2 separate regions of the Pan troglodytes genome follow, and region 1 is linked to region 2. The links are chromatin contacts, called in public Hi-C maps. All regions are on one chromosome and are shown on one strand. Each heading gives the region's core, a stretch centred on a gene start, on an enhancer-like site or on the middle of the called end of the contact. The rest is flanking DNA. Distances are from core to core; before and after follow the strand shown. Region 1 overlaps SLC37A3 (solute carrier family 37 member 3). Region 2 holds the start of KDM7A (lysine demethylase 7A).

The links. A called contact is a pair of places that touch in the nucleus more often than the background predicts.
Region 1: a contact with region 2 is called in a Hi-C map of induced pluripotent stem cells, with 1.8 times the contacts expected there. The contact joins the enhancer-like site here to the promoter of KDM7A in region 2. A contact is called at or near these places in 3 of 7 Hi-C or Micro-C datasets (blood, induced pluripotent stem cells and stem cell-derived neural progenitor cells) and 1 of 1 datasets of contacts at active chromatin or transcription factors (stem cell-derived excitatory neurons).

What each region holds. Positions count from the first base shown.
Region 1 is chr6:155,686,450-155,689,149 of NHGRI_mPanTro3-v2.0_pri, forward strand. The region is part of intron 14 of SLC37A3 (solute carrier family 37 member 3); the gene reads right to left. Among named protein-coding and RNA genes, the nearest start is that of SLC37A3, 70 kb to the right of the region's middle. Within about 2 kb of position 1,327, at least 6 of the 24 cell types and tissues checked have an H3K27ac peak or open chromatin away from gene starts, as enhancers often do. A contact at or near this core is called in induced pluripotent stem cells, where this site is marked.
Region 2 is chr6:155,537,499-155,540,198 of NHGRI_mPanTro3-v2.0_pri, forward strand. KDM7A (lysine demethylase 7A) reads right to left here and starts at 1,407. Exons shown (of 20, transcript XM_527907.8): 1 at 1,030-1,407. The coding sequence starts at 1,223.

The sequences.
Region 1 (2,700 bases), core at 77-2,576, 150 kb after region 2:
CCCAGTTTGATCAGAAAGCAATAGCGGGGGAAGTGTTTCAATCACATTTTGAAAAAGCTTTTTTTTTTTTTTTTTTTTTGAGAGAGAGAGTCTCGCTCTGTCACCCAGGCTGGAGTGGAGTGGCGTCATCTCGGCTCCCTGCAACCGCCTCCTCCACCTCCCAGGTTCAAGCAATTCATCTGCCTCAGCCTCCCAAATAGCTGGGATTACAGGCGCCCGCCACCATGCCCAGCTAATTTTTGCATTTTTAGTAGAGATGGGGTTTTGCCATGTTGGTCAGGCTGGTCTCAAACTCCTGACCTCAAGCAATCCACCCGCCTCAGCCTCCCAAAGTGCTGGGATTACAGGCATGAGCCACCGCACCTGGCCCTAAAAAGCTTTTCAAAGGGAAAGACGGAAGTTGTCTTCAAATATATTGAGTTAGCCCTTCAATGTAAATAAGGAAAAAACTGTATATTTTATATATGTATGTCTTATATATATACACACACACATATATATACATACGCACACACACACACACACACACACATATCTCAAGAGAAAATATACATTTGTGTTGCTTTTTCCTAGGACCAATGGAAGAAATCATGAGATCCTCAGTGAATAGGATAAAGACCGTTCTAACCATGGGAGCTCTCCAACAATGGAATGGCTTCCCCGGGAGAGCATGCTCTGGTCCTTGAAAGGGGACAGTTTCCGCGGACAGGTTAGTGGCCAGCTGATAGAGATAACACAAAGGAATTCACACACGAGAGAGAGAGGAAGCCGACTGAGCTCTAAACTCAGTTCAAAGCTGGATTCCAGATGATGGAAGGAAGAGTTGCTGGAAAATAATGTGGTTTTCCATAGGTGGACTGTCCATTCGGAGAATCTGTTCAACATTGGTAGTAGAGGGATGACAGCTGTGAGAGGTGAAGGGGGTGACTGAAGGTCTCTCCTCCCTCCACTGACTCAATTCAGAGGTCTGGAGACATAAAGACTGAAGAAAAAGGTGGACAGAAGCTAATTTAAGGGAGTGAGATTTCGAGTGAAGTTAAGGACCCACGTCTTCTGAGACTTCAGCACAGGCTGAGCCAGGGATTTTGAGGCTGAACTGTCTCAAGTGGACGATCTCCAGGTCCTCTGCATCTTCCAGTATAAGGGACGGGGAGGTTACTGGCGGAAATAGGAGGCCAGGGGAGGGAACCGAGGACTTACACAGAGGGGAAACAGAGAGAGAATCACTAGCCAGGAGGACATCTAAACAAACGGATATAAAGTGAGACTGAAATAAAGAGCGCGCAGCACTTTCCTTCAAACAAGTGCAGCAGGCAGTGTCTGGGACTTTGTCTCCCCCTGCTGAGCCAAGAGGTATGAATGGTCCGCCGCGGGGAAAGGGTTTTCACAGGCCAAGAACTGCTTCTTTGGGAAGGAAAACATAACCAACGGTATAAAAATCTCCTCTCTCACAACCACCACGACCCTGAAGCATTAAAGAAGCTGGTAGAAAGTGACATGGCTGTGCCAAGACCAGATGCGCGTGGAAGGGGACAGCAAAGGGGACAGCACTGGGCACCCCATGGCCACTCTTGCCAAGCTTTTCTCTGAAAGCTTCTTCCCTTCACCACCAATCCAACCCCTTTATCCAGAGGCTGTGCCAATGGCCTCTCACGGATTGCAGAGCCTGGGGCTGGGAGGGTGGGGGCAGGAAGTTAGGGATCCTTCCTCAGGTCATGACACAGGCTTGCTTCTCAAAAGATCTGTTGGTCAGGCGCCGTGGTTCACGCCTATAATCTCAGCACTTTGGGAGGCTGAGGCAGGTGGATCACCTGAGGTCAGGAGTTTGAGACCAGCCTGGGCAACACGGTGAAACCCTGTTTTCTACTAAAAATACAAAAGTTAGCTGGGCATGGTGGCAGACGCCTGTAATCCCAGCTACTCTGGAGGCTGAGGCACAAGAATCGCTTGAACCCAGGAGGCAGAGGCTGCACTGAGCTGAGATTGCACCACTGCACTCCAGCCTGGGCAACAGAGCGAGATTCTGTCTCAAAAAAAAAAAAAAAAATCTGTTAAGGAGGATTATGAGGCTCTACACTCTTTCCAAGAGCTTGTTCACAGAATAATCTCTTTTCGGAACCTGAGTAGAACCAATAAAAGTAAAACCCACTGGGGCGTGTGGGGAAGGAGTGCTCTCTGCCACCAGTACTTTGGTCACGACTCTTGCCCCTCCCAGCCCCGCCTTCCTGGCTCCAGAATGGTTGCTCTTCATTTTATAACCCTATTAACATCTTCATTCTTCATTCTAGGACACAGAGGCCAGTTACGTCTGCTATTTGTTAGGTACTATTTTTTAATGGAAATCAACTGCAGTGCTGTTAGGTTCCTGAGGCTTTCCATGGTGAGCCTAAGAAAACAAGCAAAATGCTAAATAAATAAACAAATGCACACACACAAAAAATGTCTAGGAGTGTGGTACCCTAATGTCACTCTGTAGGGTGTGATAATAACTACTAAACAAGGTAAAGGCCTTTGAAGTCCTCAGATGAAAGGTTTTACCTAAATACAATTATCCCATTAAATCCAAAAGAACATTCCTGTCCAACAGGGTAGCGCTTTTATCTGTGTTTCTCTGCCGTTGAATTTCTGAGATGACAGCTTCCTGTGCCACAGTGATAAAGCGGATTGAAAACAGTTTCAAACAATTTTGCTACTTTTTAT
Region 2 (2,700 bases), core at 157-2,656:
CCGGAGCGCGGCGGCGGCTGAATCAGAGGGCAGCGTCCGCCGCCGCCGCCGCCGCCGCCAGCCGGCCCCGCAGCGTCCGCCCGGCCGACTCAAGTTCGCCGGCACCGGCGCCCGGGGCACAGCCGCAGGCGGTCCCGGTGTCGCCAGCTTCGAGCGATGGCAACTGCACTCTTTGTAAAGTTTAAGCCGCGGCGCAAGGGCGACGCAGGGGGTCCGGAGAACCGTTCCCTTCGGGCCCCCGCCGCCCACTCCATCTGCCCCAGTCCCGGCGACCCGGGTGTGTGCGGGGGCCCAGGGCCGCGACCCGGGTCAACCTGCCGCCCGCCGGGGGCCCGGCCCCAACTTCCCCGGCACCTTTCAAGTCCCCGAGAGCGAGTGCCTCATCTGTTGCTCTGTTTACTCCGCGGAGCCCCGCCGAGCTGGCTGGCGCGGTCGCCTCTCCGGCCCGCCGCTGCCCCCGTCCCACTGGCCCAGGAAGTTTGATAAAGGCGGGGAAGGGGGCGCGACAGGGACCCGCGGCGCGGAGGAGACGCGGGGCCGGGGCGACCCCATCGCCGCCCGGAAGGAAGGCAGGCGCGTCGGCCGGCCGGGCAGAGCGGCGGGGCGGCCGGCGACTCCGGCCGGAGCCCCGGGCGCGGCGGGGCGGGGCGGGGCGGCGGCGGCCCGGGCTGGCGAGGGGCTGCGGACCCGGCCGGCGCTCCGCCCGACGCCCCCGCCGCGCCCGCCCGGCCGCGTCCCCTCGCCCCAGGCTCCCCCTGCCAACTTCTCCGCCGGCCCTCTTTGTTCGTGTTTGTTGTGGCGACTCTTCGCCCGGGCCAGGCGAGCCCACCGGCTCCCCTCTGGAGCCCGCCCGGCGAACCCGGGGCACCGCGCGCCCCACTGCCCGGCCGGGGGGCTAGGCACCGGGGCCCCCTGAAAGCTGGGCGCGGCGCGGCGGCCCGGCCCGAGGGAGGCGCGGGCGGCCGGCGGCGGCGGCGGTTGGTCGGTGGCCGGCGGTGGCGGCTGCGGGGCTGGAGGGGGTTTATTTACCTGCCGTGGAACCAGTCCTTGCAAATATCGCACTCGATCATGAAGCGGTTCACGTCGTACGGCTGCCGGCACACACAGTACACGGGCGGGGGCGGCGGAGGCGCCGAGGCCCGGCCGGGAGCCGCCACCGACACGGCTGCCGCGGCGGCTCCAGCTGCTGCTCCCGCGGCCACCGCCGCCGCCGCTCCGGCCATCTTTAAAAAACACACACACGCTCGCTCGCTGCTCCGCTCGCCGACTGGAGCGAGCGCAGCCGCCAGCCAGCGCCGCCTCCTGCAGCAGCCGCGGCGGCGGCGGCGGCGGCGGCGCCTCAGTGCGCGCGCGCGAGACCGCGGCGGCTGGCGGAGGGGGAGGAGGCGCGCGCGACGCGCGAGGCCCAGACCCGGCTGCTTCCGGCGCTCGGCGCGGGGCCGTGCGTCTCGCGCACGTCTCTGGCGCCGGCGCGCGCTCCCCGCTCCTCTCCGCGACGGCCGGGCGGAGGGAGCTGTTGAAGGGCACGCAGGCGGCTGCGGGGGCGGAGGGAGCCGAGGCCCCGTGAGGACACGCGCGGTGGTGGCGGTGGCGGCGGGCGCGCGGCCGCAGCCGGAGGAGGACGGCGGGAGCGTGCGAGGAGCTGGCTCGGTTATTTCGGAGCGAGAGCCGAGGCCGGGGGAAGTTCCTGCGGAGTGCTCAAGGGCAGAAGAGGTGCCGCGTCCCGAAGAGGGGAAGCGGAGAAGTTTGCTGCTGTCCGGGTCGCCTCGCGACGCTGAGAGAATCGCCCAGCCCTCCGCAGCCGCCCAGCGAGAACCGGAGCTGCGGCCCCGCACCGGCGTGAGTCCAGCTGAGCTGACACGCCGAGCCGGTTGTGCCTTTCCGAGGGAGGAATGTGCCGTGGAATCCAAACTTTGGAAAACGTCCCACCCGAATTCCCAGCGAGCAGCAAGGAGACCAGAGCGTCGATGGAGCCACCGTTAGTTGCGGGAGGGCTGTCCCCAAGAGGAATTCATCACTGTCGTCCGCTGGGAGGGACCAACCTTGAAATGGGGTTGGTGGAGAGAGGGATGGAGAAGAGCCGGCGTGCTTATAAATAACAAAACTTAGCTATGAACCCTTCCGATTCCCAAGTGGGGAAGATAGGGGTAAAATTCTAAGTGACTTCTCGCTCCGAAGAGGGATACCACAAAAAGCGGAGCGCAGGGTACTTGGCGTATAATAAGCCATCAATAATTTATGGGTGAAATTGAGAGCCAAATATAAGATGATAAACTGAAGAATAAAAACAGCTGACAAATACTGTATAGAAAAGATTGCGTTGGAATCATAACTGTGGATTGGAAGTGATGTTAAGGATTATTGAATTGAGTATTTGTAGCTGAATTTCTGCTGGCATTTCTATCAGTGGGGAAAGCCCTCACGGCTCCATAGGTAATTTTTGTTAGGGGAGGAAGAAGTGTTGTTCTGTCACCCACCCCCAGGCAAAGAGTCGCTGATCTAATTCTCCATTTCTTTCTTTCTTTCTTTGAAACGGAGTTTCGTTCTTGTTGCCCAGGCTGGAGTGCAGTGCAGTGCTGCGATCTCGGCTCATTGCAACCTCCACCTCCCGGGTTCGAGGGATCCTCTGCCTCAGCCTCCCAAGTAGCTGGGATTACAGGCGCACGCCACCGCACCCGGGTAATTTTGTATTTTTAATAG